Regions from separate parts of the Mus musculus genome. Here regions 1 and 3 are each linked to region 2. A link is a contact called in public HiChIP or PLAC-seq and promoter capture Hi-C data. All regions are on one chromosome and are shown on one strand. The core of a region is the stretch at or near the end of the contact, and the rest is flanking DNA. Distances in the headings are between cores, read along the strand shown.

Evidence for each region. Promoter capture Hi-C pulls out the DNA fragments that hold promoters and counts their contacts. HiChIP or PLAC-seq counts read pairs in DNA pulled down with a chosen protein or histone mark.
Region 1: a contact with region 2 is called in a promoter capture Hi-C map of liver, with 3 times the contacts expected there. The contact joins the promoter of Pbld2 here to the promoter of Sar1a in region 2. A contact is called at or near these places in 2 of 39 promoter capture datasets (liver and pre-B cells).
Region 3: a contact with region 2 is called in an H3K27ac HiChIP or PLAC-seq map of extraembryonic endoderm stem cells, with 7 times the contacts expected there. The contact joins the promoter of Ccar1 here to the promoter of Sar1a in region 2. A contact is called at or near these places in 2 of 39 promoter capture datasets (erythroid cells and pre-B cells) and 2 of 115 datasets of contacts at active chromatin or transcription factors (embryonic stem cells and extraembryonic endoderm stem cells).

What each region holds. Positions count from the first base shown.
Region 1 is chr10:63,022,599-63,026,570 of GRCm38.p6, forward strand. It overlaps Pbld2 (phenazine biosynthesis-like protein domain containing 2), which reads left to right and starts at 1,914. Exons shown (of 10, transcript NM_026085.2): 1 at 1,914-2,138. It overlaps Hnrnph3 (heterogeneous nuclear ribonucleoprotein H3), which reads right to left and starts at 1,251. Exons shown (of 10, transcript NM_001079824.1): 1 at 1,122-1,251.
Region 2 is chr10:61,678,945-61,683,099 of GRCm38.p6, forward strand. Sar1a (secretion associated Ras related GTPase 1A) reads left to right here and starts at 1,341. Exons shown (of 7, transcript NM_009120.3): 1 at 1,341-1,469. It overlaps 1700022H01Rik (RIKEN cDNA 1700022H01 gene), which reads right to left and starts at 1,346. Exons shown (of 2, transcript NR_126477.1): 1 at 1,195-1,346.
Region 3 is chr10:62,791,015-62,795,579 of GRCm38.p6, forward strand. It overlaps Ccar1 (cell division cycle and apoptosis regulator 1), which reads right to left and starts at 1,354. Exons shown (of 25, transcript NM_026201.3): 1 at 1,202-1,354; 2 at 1-28.

The sequences.
Region 1 (3,972 bases), core at 664-3,163, 1.3 Mb after region 2:
AAACGCGTCAACTAGGTACGCGATTCGGCTTCCAATTTAAGGACCCAAAACGCGTCAACTAGGTACGCGATTCGGCTTCCACTTTAAGAGACCTATTTCGGCTTCAAAACACCACAGTTCGATACAAGTTTTAAACATGCTCAGCCATCAAATGAAACGAAATGCACTGGGCTTTCGGCCTTAATTACAAAACGACACAAAACACAACTCCTGGAGAGTTAACTACCCCAAACACAACTTAACTCTCCACCCTTGCCTAAACGCAGCACCTTCGCAGTTCACCTGGCCCGGACCTGTTTGAAACACACCCACTTTGCACTATTCCTATTAGAAAAGCCATGCACTTCTCTTCCAAAATGAAAAGTCTTGGTCGACACCTAAGAGGGGGACATGGGGTAGGTGGGTGGTAATTCTTTGGAGATGCGCAACGGACTCTCTCCGCAGTTCCAAATAGGGACTAAAAGGTCGGCTAAGCGTCCTTTGCCTCCTCCCGGAGATTTTCCGTTTGCCCAGCTCGCCCTAGAGACCCGGGAGATAGGGGACAGTCCGCCTCCGGCCCCCGGCCAAGGCCATCGCAACCGAGCGGCGGAATTACAAAGGAGGACCGCGGCCGCCTTTGTCCTGCATCTGGCATCGGAGCGCCCTCGTCGTCACTGGCTTCTCCTTCCCCCGCCCCCAGCTCCCCCTGTCTCAACCCTGGAGTCTGCGTCAGCAGCCCCTCGCAGCCCCGCCGGCCCCAGGTAGTCCCTTCGAGAGCACCGGAGGCCCCGGTGGGTGGCCGGGCCCGCCGAGCGCCATTTCCACCCGGAGCGCGTCCCGCTTTCCCGGCTCGCTGAGCTCCCCACCCTCATCCCTACCGGAGAGCTCGGATCTCCCGCCCGCACTCTCTCCTGCCGGACACTTTCCCGTAAGCCGGAGGCGACAAAGTAGCCCGAGCGGGGGAAAGGCGGGAAGGCGACCCGACCGCTACCGGCCCCCAAGATGGCGGCAGCCGAGCGGCGGGGGAGAGCGAGCGAGCGGCCACTCCGCGTTCCCTCACCCGCTCCCGGGCTCTTCGTCCTTCTCCCGACTCCGCTGTCGGCACCGCCGGCCCAACCTACCCCCCCTTCTACTTCAGATACCCTGTGGGGCGTAAGCAACGCCTACACCGACGCTCGCGCGGGTCTGGTCGCGGGCAGGGACGCCTGGCTCGCCCGCTGCTGAGCGCTCGCCACAACGGTTCGGCTCCCTCGCTCCCCTCAACCGTCTCCCGCCGCGCCAACCGCTCTAGGAGCTGCGCAGCCGAGCGACTGCCGAGGGGGGATGGGAGGGGGGCGAGAGAGAGGGAGGGGGCAGGGCCGACTGCCCAGGCCCACCCCCTCTCTGCCGCGCTGCTCTCGCGATACTTGAGTGACAGCGTGGTCTCCCAGGGGGCGGGGCGCAGCGCACCTGCGCACTCGGGACCTGCCCGGTTGCCACCGTGGTGGGCGTGGAGTCGCAGCGAGTGGGCTGTGGCGGACTCCGTTGGCTCCCGCCGACCGACCAACCCTCTGAACCCCGGAGCTCACGTTTGTCCCTCCCCACGGGCCTCTGAGGAGCCGTGGTCACGCGGTTTGCTAAGTTTCTTATCTGCTCCACTGGGAATAGATCCCACAAAGGCCCCCGCGCGGAAGGAGCCACGTGGTTTCTGTCACCCCGCCCCCCAACCCGGGGACGGCTTTGCTGGTCCACCATATTTGCATTATGCAATCAGAAAAAAAGATGAATGTTGCGCCTGCGAAGATACAAAGCGTCTAAACCCAGCAGGATTCCCGTCCTAGCCTGGGGCATCCCCTTTGTTCCCCTGCGTAGGCAGCCTTGGCGCCTTGATTGGTTTCCTACCTGCCAGGTTCGGTTTTTCTCTCCATTAAACCCGGGTGACGGGTCTGTGGTTCACGGCAATAGACTTTATCTAAGTAAGAGTTTGGTATTCCTAAAAATTGTGCTCGCAGGAGACACCTAAAAAAACCGCATGTGGAGGTTCTGTCGTGCTACCAAGATTGCTCCCGACCCGTTTATGGCTTTTTTAAAGTTGTAACACAAATTGCACATGGAAAGGCTGTGGGAAGGTGGAGGGCCACCCTGGTGTTGAGAGACTTGGGAGAGCAAAGCTAATTAAGGTGGGTACGGACAGCAGAGGGCGAAAAGAGGCCGGGCTGGACAGACTAAGGCTGTGAACGTGGATGGGGCTGGGTTGGAATCACCCTTCAGTGTGCATCCAAAGATTTCTTTGTGCTACAAACACTGGGAAGTCCATGTGGAGTGGAGTAGTGGCAGTGTGGAAGGTTGGATTTGATTTACTATGAATTTTTATTTATGTTTATACTAGAGCCAAGAGGCCAATGACTTTCTTGTATGGAAACTTGTATTTCACGGCTTTAATTCATCTTCAAACCTACTTGAAAGTCTTTAGTACTCTACTGATTTTATAGCCCAAAATATCCTTCAGAGAAGGGGGGGGGGGCGCAGTGTGCTTATACTTACAGACAGGAAAATCAAAGTATGTTCTAGAAGCCGTCATAGCTCAGGTTTATTAAGTACTTCCTGAAATGGCATGGTAAGCAGTTCCTTGTCTTTGTTCTTGGGTAGCCAAGGATGTCCTTGAACTCCTGACCCTCTGTGTCTCCATAGCCTTACAAAGTGGTATTTCACAGATGCAGTCCCTAGTCCCACAAGAGTGAAAATAATTACACTTGATAACACTAAACTCTTTTATGTGGTGACAAGTTAGTGGCTTACTGGCCAGACACTTGCTGAAGCTTGGTTATTTTATTGTTACTTTAATCCCCTAAAGTTACCCCACCCCCTCCTTTTAATAGCTGGGGGTTGATTTAGAGCCCAAAGTATGTTCTCTTTTTTAAAAAAGTAACTGGTTTAGCTGGGTAGTGGTGCACACCTTTAATCCCAGCACTCGGGAGGCAGAGGCAGTTGGATCTCTTTGTTGGAGGCCAGCCTGGTCTTCAGAGTGAGTTCCTGGACAGCCAGGGCTACACTGAGAAACACTGCCTCTGGGCGGTGGGGTGGAGGGGGTAACAAACCTAAAGGGAACTGGCTTATTAGCAGTACTCCAAGCTGAACTCTTAGGATGAAACCTTCCCAGGGCCTTTCTTCTATTGGGTTTTAATTACATGGCTCCTTTACCTTTCACTCTTTCAACATGATTGGGTAGGTGGAATTCTGTAATCCCTTTTCCTCTTCCCCTGGAATTCAGTCTGCTTACAGCATGAATGAATTTGGCATTCTTTGCACACACTTTGTGTGGTTATCGGCCACAATCCTCAATTCGTTTTGATGGCTCTAATGTATGACTTTTCAACCAATGCTGACATTTCTTTGGAGGCGTGTCTCTGTCATTTCTTTGGAGGCGTGTCTCTGTCATTTCTTTGTGGTGAGTGCCGGTTACCACTATGAAGATTTAGGTCTTCAAATTAGTACTCCAGGCCTTTTGCCCTTTTGTTACAGCAAGTAGGGAAGTTTTCATTTAAAGAGGCATTTGACCATGGTAAAGGTAATTTGTATTAGCTTCTTAGTTTACTAATTTTCCTTAAAAAAAAAAAAAAAAAAAAAAAAAAAAAGAACCTGCTCCTTCCTCACCCAGTTGAATCCTGTTGTAAAGCTTGGTGTGATTGGACCCTGCTGTTCCGGGGATGCCTACAGAATTGTTTCCAGATTGATCTCTAAGGAATTGTTTCCATGGAGACGGTTACAACTCGGGGCTCCCAGCTGCTTTTTTCACCTCCCCTCTCTTTTTTCCTTGCCCCCTCTCCTTTCCCCACTTCCTCCCCCCCTCTCTCTTTCATGTGCTCTCCTGTTAGAATAGAGGTCAGAGGGACCCTGAAGTCCATCTTTGTTATAGTGTATAAAGAGAAAAGATGAAGCAGGAGAAGGAAATGGAAATGCCCACAGCTCCTGGAGGAAAACAATCCGAGGCTCAGTCACCCTGCGTCACTCCAT
Region 2 (4,155 bases), core at 91-2,590:
CCCACCCTAAATCTGGGCCACACTCTCGAGTGGCAGCCCACATAAAAGGACATGGAAGGAGGAGGCGTTTGCTTTTTTGCCTGCTTGCCCTCACTCTCCCTGGCAAGTTCATCTGTTCTGTTGTTGAGGCATCCCTCCATTGATATTAGGACCTACTTCTTTGGGATTCCAACTTCGACTGAAGACTACTGGCTATGTAGTAGTTCCCTAGATTCTCAGCATCAGATTGGGACTGCTGAGCCTATCAGTCTGGTATGGTCTGAACCATTACCCAACTCTTGGCCTTCCCATTGGGAAACAACCAATTGTTGGACTACTCAGACCACAGCCTGTAAGCCACTCTAATAAATCCTCTTAACGATATATTGGGGTTAGAGAGATGGCTGAGCAGTGAAGAGCACTGGATGGTCTTCCAGAGGACTTGGGTTCAATTCCCAGCAGAGATATGCTCACTAGAATCTCACCATGGTCTATAACTCCCGTTCCAGGAGATCTGACACCCTTTTGGTCTCTGCAGGCAACAAACATGTACATAGTACAGACATTCATGCAAACAAAACACTTGTAAATATTTTTTAAGTTGCACATGTATAATTATTCTATCTCTGTTCCTTATTTATTCGTTTGTTTAAGACAGGGTATCGCCGTGTAACTCTGGCTGGCCTGGAACTCAGAGATCCATAGACATTAGCTTCCCAAGGGCTGGCATTAAAGGCGTGCATCACAATGCGGGGCCAGTTGTGGTTCCTCTGAGAGCCCTGGCTAAAACAGTAGGCAAACCTACCTTGACCTGATGGATGAGCTATTTTGCAAGCCCCAGTTAACTGATTTGTTCAGTGGAGCTATTAATACGTACTGAGGGTTAAACCAGATGAAGGATCCCAAGCAGTCAGGGTACTGCCCAAAACTGCTCATTAAACTCTTGTTGCTTTTATTTAGAAAGCTGAAAAATAGAAACGCTATCCCAAGGCGGGGAAAACAACTTAAAACGATGACTAGGTGACATCCACCTAGGTTGAGGTCTCCAAAGTCAATTCTACTGTCCTAGACTCTACTGATATCTGGCAGCCTCCGCTTCTGATGTCCGGCGCGCGTCTGAAAACATACTGGGATCGGAAGCCCCAGGCTGCTTAAGTAGCTGCTTAAGTTGGGGACAGAAGCCCAGGCCGCCTGACAGACGCTGCCACGTCTTACCCCGCTTGAGAGCCTCCACAGAGCGGGCGGAGCCTCACCCCGAGCGTACGTCACTCCTTAGGCCCGCCTCTCCGCGGCCAGAGTGGCTGTTAGGGCGGTACCCACAGCCCGGACGGCGTGACGCGTCGAGGGGGCGGGGCACGTGCGTGCCCGGAAGTCTCAGGGAGGGGCGTGACGTACATCCGGCGCGTAGCTGGCGGACCCGGGGACTGCTGGTCTGTGTGCTCTGAGGGAGGGTCGCGCCGCCAGCCACCGCCGGAGGAGCCCCTCGGGCCGTGAGTCGGGGCCCCAGCGGAGGAGGTGGCGGTGGGGCAGCGGGCCCGGGACGGGCCACAGCGAAGGCCGGGGCGCGGGGCCGCCGCGGAGGGGCTGGGTGGGGGTGCAGTGACACGCAGGCGGTTCCGCGGGCCGGCTCTGGGCGGGGACGGGCTGCGGGGTGGCGTGGCGGCGGTCGGGGTTTTTTTTGGGGGAGGAGACGGCTTCGTGGCCTCCATAGCGGAGGAGTCTGGTTCCTCGGTGAGGATAGCTGGAGCCCTGGCACTCATCCTTGCGTTCTGCAGATCGTGGCCCTCGAGTAGCGAGTGGGCGCTCGAGCCCCACGTTCAGCCTCTGGGTATCCGATGCCCTGTCTGGAACCCATGGTCTCTCCCTCCACCAACACCCCACTCCCATCCACCCTTTTTATTTTTCCTGTGCATGGAAAAATTCCCTCTTGGGCGATTATCGTAGATGAATGTTTTCTTCGTCATTTTTACCCAGGTGAGAATGGTACCGACCAATGGTACCATTGGTAGTCGTACCCTTTCTCAGTATCCTCCCTCACTGGGTGTTTCTTCAGTACCTGGGCACTGTCCGCTCAGGTTGAGAAGGGAGGGTTAGGGGGGAATTGTCAGGAAGCTGATCTTTGACATTCACCTTGCAGCTACGTAGACTTTCTTAGTTAATAGCCAGCTGCCTTCTATCCCAGATTCACCCGGAGTGAATATGTTTGAGAGTACGTTTTTTATTGCTTGATGGTCTTTCTGGCACTTGTTTGTTCCCATCTTGATATTTGCACGGTTTTTACTTAAGGTTCATGAATTGTGTTGTTGGTTTTAATATTCTTAACATTCCATAGATGATAGAGTAGACGAAGAATAGAAAATAGTGTGTTCTTAAGATTATCGTCTGTGTAGGTGGTAGGTTAAGGAAGAAAGTTACCTTTTACCCTTTTGGAAGTCTTATGATTGGAATTTAATATTAGCAGGAAAAGGGCTTTGGTTTTAGGTGAGAGGCTTTTCTTCTTAAATACCTTATTTTTATTTGATGTGAATTGTTGTTTTACCTCCATGTGTGCCTGTGTGAGATCCCCTAGAGATGAAGTTACAGTTCTGAGCCGCATGTGGGTGCTGGGGCTTGAACCCAGGGCCTCTGGGAGAGCAGTTGGTACTCTGAACCTCTGATCCGTCTCTCCTGGCTTTTGGAACTGATGCTTTTGACCGCACAGTCTTGAACAGGACAGGGAGCCTAAAGAGTGTCCTCGTCTTCATCTTGGCTTGCTAGAGTTGGTGGGAGGATGAGATGAAGGTATTTGTGCTGGTGCTGTATAAATTCTAAGGTTGCTGGTGGATGAATTGGTTCAGATCCCGAGATCTCAAGGACAGTGTCAGCAAGGCCATTTCTTCAGCTTTGGGCAGCAGTACAGCCCAACTCTGGGCTCTGAGAGGAGTACTACTTTTTTTTTTTTTTAAGATTTATGTATTTATTTTATGTATATGAGTACACTGTAACTGTTAGACACACCAGGAGAGGGCATCGGATCCCATTACAGATGGTTGTGAGCCATCATGTGGTTGCTGGGAATTGAACTCTGGAAGAGCAGTCAGTGCTCTTACCCACTGAGCCATCTCTCCAGTCCCAGTACTACTTTTTAACATCACTGAAGAATTCATTCTAATACTTTTCCTTATCATTTTGGTAGGAAGGCTTTTAAAACAAGAACTGGGAAGGAAAATAAATTGGAAAATGAAAGTAAGTCAGTTACGTTACCACTTAAAAAAATCCTCTAAAGTATCACATTTGTAGAATTAACCAGGCTGAGAATATTTGCTTTCCTTTTCTTTGTTTTTGTTTTTGTTTTTGTTTTTTGTTTGTTTGTTTGTTTTGTTTTGTTTTCCTTTGAAACAGAGTGTCACTATGTAGCCTACTTTGGCTTGGTGAAGCTGCAACACACTAAAGCTCCTCTTCCTGCCTCAGCCTCTCAGGTGCTGTGGTCAAAGCTTTCACACCCATGTCCATCTTGGGAATTCTTCTAAAGAGATGTGGCTAAAAACAAAGTGCTGGACTATTGGCAGCAAACCAGTGCACATGAATTAGACTTGTTGGGTGTAAGAGGCCACAGTAGGCCACAGCCTGTTAAAGATGAACTGGGTCTCTCCTGGAATAAAGTGAGAGATAAGGGAGGATGTCTGGCTAGGGGGACTGTAGAAGAAAGATGTATTGTTTTATTTACTCAATAAACTTGAATTTAAACATGTATTTGTTACTGGCTTCTTAAAGTGCTAAGTTGTGCAGGTTTGTCAGTGCCAAGAATCGAACCCAGGGCCATGCATTTTAGCTAAGAATCCCTTGCTTGCACTGAGCTATGCTCCCAGCCTCCCCTCCATACGTTTTTTTTTTTATTTTTTTCTTGGTGATGGGACCTCATGATTCAGGCTGGCTTCAATTCATTGTATGGGTGAGACACCAGCATTTTTGTTTTGGGTTTTTTGTTTGTTTGTTTGTTTGTTTGTTTTTGAGACAGGGGTTTTGATGTGTAGCTTAAGCTGGCCTTCAATTCCCTATGTAGCCCAGGCTGGCCTTTGAACTTGTGATCTTTCTTCTTGAGCCTCTTGAATGGTAAGATTGCAAGTGTGTACTTCCCCTCCTGGCTATTACTTAACATGCAAAATGTGTTCTGTGTGCCACAGTTTCTGTCTGTAC
Region 3 (4,565 bases), core at 104-2,603, 1.1 Mb after region 2:
TCACTTGTTTCCCTTCTATAGCAGATACCTATAAAGGATATAGGAAAAGGCTAGTTTAGAGAAATCATTGATATATTAAAGACACGTTCCAAACAAGAACCAACCGAAGTGTGCAACAGAACATTTGAAATAAAACGCACAACCAGCCTATCAACAGATCACTTGTGCATACTCTATTTAAAAGATATCCTTGGGGCTGACTTAAAGGAACTTCCTTCAGTAACTACAAGGTCATTTCCTAAAAAGGTCTGCCCGAGCTTAGTGGCAAAGCCTTTAATCCCCTCCCAACCCATCCCTCCAGAGGCAGAGTCAGGCGGATCTCTATAAACTCCAGGCCAGCATGATTTATATGACATTACAAACCAGCTAGGGCTAGATACAGAGCCTCTCTCTCTGGGGACAAACGAACTTATAGACGCAGCAAGTACAGCCTGCGTGTTTCTTTGGGCGATGGTCTGAGGTCCTGCAGTGGGGTTAAATCAATAACGGAAACTGCGTCGAGACCCCCCCTCCCCCATAAAGGTATTGGCAGATACCATCTCAATAACGAACATTACTTTAAGGGCTAGGAAGTCACTATGGCCTTTGTCACCCTAGTCTCCACTCCGGGAGTGGGGAGGCAGTTGGGAGGACGCGCGGCTCCAAAAGAACCACTGCGAAGACCCCGGCTCAAAAACCCAAGAGAAAAGGAAAAGATGGGCCTGGCATCCCGGGGTGAGGACACTCATCTTCCTCCCACGCGCCGGCCGTGAAAGATGGAAGGCAGCGCCCCAGGCCGCGGCCACTGGGGCCCGCGGGTCGTCGCAGTCCCCGAGGTCCCCGGGCCGGTCTGAGAGAACCTCCAAGCGCTGGAAACGCTCGCCGCCGCCGCCCGGGGCCGGGTCTCAGCGGCGGGGCAGCGCGGGCCGGAGGACGCACGGCCTCCGGCCTGGCCCGGCCCAGTCGAAGGGGCGCAGGCCGCACCTGAGGGGCCTGGAGCCGCTGCGCTGGGGGCAGGGCGCGGCGCGTGGGGCCTACTCCGACCCGCACAAAAGGGACCGCGTCCCTCGCCCGCCGGCCCCGCGGCGTCCGCCATCACACACCCACCCGCCACCGCCACATCACTCGCTCCCTACCCCTCCGCTGACCGGCTGCCAACGAACGGAAGCAACCCGCCGCGGCCTCCCACCGCGCCACACCAAAACACTGACCAGACCTTCACCTGAGTCTGGCCCGGGTTAACCGAGAAGCCATTTCAAACCCGTCAAGCTCAGGCGCATGCGCAGACTGCTTTCCCCTCCAACCCCCCTGCCTACGCCGCACCGCCTCCCGGTTCCGAGAGGAACGGGCGCGTGCGCGAAAAAAGTTCGGCGTGCGCGCTCCCCGCGAGTGCGTTCACTGGGGAGCGAGAGCGAGCCTCAGCCGGGTTACCTTGACTTCGCTGAACAATGAGCTGGCTGTCGCTCGCCTGCTCTGAGGCCAACGCTGTCCTTCCCTGGGAGAGAGAGGGAGAGCGAGCGGCAGTCACGTGGTCCGGCCGGTGTCGCCGCCGCCATCTTGTGGTCCCTCTATTCTTGTTTGGAACATGTTTGGAAGAATAAGCCTGTAAGAACTTCGTTGTTAGCGGGCAGTGGTGGCGCACGCCTTTAATCCCAGCACTCGAGAGGCAGAGGCAGGCGGATTTCTGAGTTCGAGGCCAGCCTGGTCTACAGAGTGAGTTCCAAAACAGTCAGGGTTATACAGACATATCCTGTCTCGAAGAACAAAAAAAAAAAATTTTTTTTTGTTTACATTCTTTTCATTTTTAGAGGGTTTTGCCTCCATGATTTATGCGCACAGGTGTGGGCTTGGTGCCCCTGGAGCTGAGAAGACGACAGATCCCCCGAAACTAGAGTTCCTGACCGGTGTGAACCACCCCGTGGGTGCTGATAATCAATCCCAGGTCCTGAGAACAGAGATTAGTGCTTTTAACCGCAGTGCCATCTCCTCGGGATTAAGGCTGGAATGTGTAAAAGCGAACAACTGAGTGGATTTTAATACACTGAGTGCAGGCCATCATCACCCCTAGTATTTGAAGACCCTACTGAAAAGAAACAGCTGGAGGATTTGGGGGGCGAGAGGGAGTGGAAAGGTTGGGGGATGGGGGAAGTGCACACCTCTAATCCCAGCGCTCAAGAGGCAGAGGCAGACACAGCCAGGGCAACACAGATAAACCCTGTCTCAAAAAATGAAAGACAGAGCTATTATTAAGTCATTTTCTAATTTTGTCCTACACCTGCTGGTGACATCTAGTCAAATTCTCAACATGAAATAGCTTATGCTAGGAATCCCACATAAGATTAGCTGAGCCAAGCATGATCAGGTGGTGACCTGTAATCTAACACTTGGGAGGGAGGGGAAGGGAGGATCAGGAGTTCAAGGCCAGCCTGGACTGTGTAACACCTTATCTCATCAAACCCAATAGGATAAAATATATAGCTTTTTCTGTGGTTCCTTGTATTTTTTCCCTTAAATTTTATGAACACAGGATCACATAGGTACACGTTCTTTAATATTTTTCAAACCACAAGGGTCCTTTCTCCCACTTAAGTAAAACTTACAGAAGTTGGGTAAAATGTAACTCCTTTGTCCTTACTAATTCTGTCCTGACCTTCAAACTATTAGAATATAGTCATCACACTATAGTAATTTGTAAAAATTCAAAACAGCGTGTGCCAGGTGGCCCAGCAATAAGAGGGACAAAGTGAGAAAACTTAAATCTGAGATACCTTATCAAAAAAAGTTCTGGGGGCTGGAGAAATGGCTCAGCGGTTAAGAGCACTAACTGCTCTTCCAGAGGTCCTGAATTCAATTCCCAGCAACCACATGGTGGCTCACAACCATCGGTAATGGGATCTGATGCCCTCTTCTGGTGTGTCTGAAGACAGCTACAGTGTACTCATAATAAATAAATAAATAAATAAATACTTCTTTTTTTTTTTTTTTAAGTTCTGAAAGAAACCCCAGGCATATGTTTTTGATGTCTGTATTTTGGATTGACATGTCTCTATGACTTCTAGATTAGCTTGGTCTACATTGTAAGGCACAGGACAGCCAGGGCTACATAGTGAAAGAGTGTTTATAAAACACACAAAGCAGAGCAGTGGTGGTACATGCCTTTAATCTCAGCACTTGGGAGACAGAGGTAGGCAGATATTTAAGTTCAAGGCCAGCCTGGTCTACAGAGTGAGTTCCAGAATGGCCAGGGTGAAACAGAAAAATCCTGTCTCAAAAGACCAAAAACAAAAACAAAATAAATAAAACACACGAAACAGAGCTAGAGGGATGGTTCAGCAGTTAGGCCCACTTGATATTCTTTCCTAAACCTTGGAGCTCATCCCACCATCTACATTAGCCCCATACAACTAAACAGAACTCTGAGGCCCTCTCCCGGCCTCCTGGGATACTGCACACATGTGACACAGGCTCACACAAACATATACACAAATTCATACACATGAATAAAAATGAAATTTAAGGGCAAACACTCAGAAGTTAAGAGTACTGTGAGGGGGCTGGTGAGATGGCTCAGTGGGTAAGAGCACCCGACTGCTCTTCCGAAGGTCCAGAGTTCAAATCCCAGCAACCACATGGTGGCTCACAACCATCCGTAGTAACAAGATCTGACTCCCTCTTCTGGAGTGTCTGAAGACAGCTACAGTGTACTTCCATATAATAAATAAATAAATAAATGAATAAATAAATAAGTAAAAAAAAAGAAAAGAGTACTGTGAGGTCTTCCAGAGGATGTGACTTCTAATCACAACACCTACAGGGTGGCTAAAAACTTCAGTAACCCTGTTCTACAGGGTATAGTTGCTTTCTTCTGGTCTCTATGGTTGTCGATTGGTGTGGGTTATGCACACACATACACGCAATAGAAACATCGTTATTCACATAAAACTTCTGAAAAATAGAAAATAAAATATTTTCTAAAGTGAATAAAAAGTCAGACATGGAGACTGCTATATCACCCTCAATTCTAGCACGAGGGAAACAGAAGCCGACTGATCTCTGTGAGTTCGAGGCTAGCATGGTGAACACAGTCAGTGCCAGGAGAGGCAGAGCTACGAAAAGAGGCACTGACTCCAGAATTTCTGTTTTGTTGTCAGGGTTTCTCTGTGTAGCCCTGGCTGTCCTGGAACTTACTCTGTAACCAGGCTTGCCTCCAACTCAGAAATCCACCTGCCTCTGCCAGAATTTCTGTTTTTATGTTTACAATATAAACAAACATACCACCCTTTCCCTTATTTCCTCAGCTGACCTTTGTTTGTTTGTTTGTTTGGTTGGTTGGTTTTGGTTTTTGGTTTTTCAAGACAGGGTTTCTCTGTGTAGCCCTTTGTGTCCTGTAGCTCACTTTGTAGACCAGGCTGGCCTTGAACTCAGAAATCCGCCTGCCTCTGCCTCCCGAGTGCTGGGATTAAAGGGGTGTGCCACCACATGCGGCTCAGCTGACCTTTTCACTTTTACTTTTAAGCTTCTATGAACAATCCTGAGGGAAACCAGATTGTCAGCTTCAAGTTTTCTCTTTTATTTATGAATTGCTT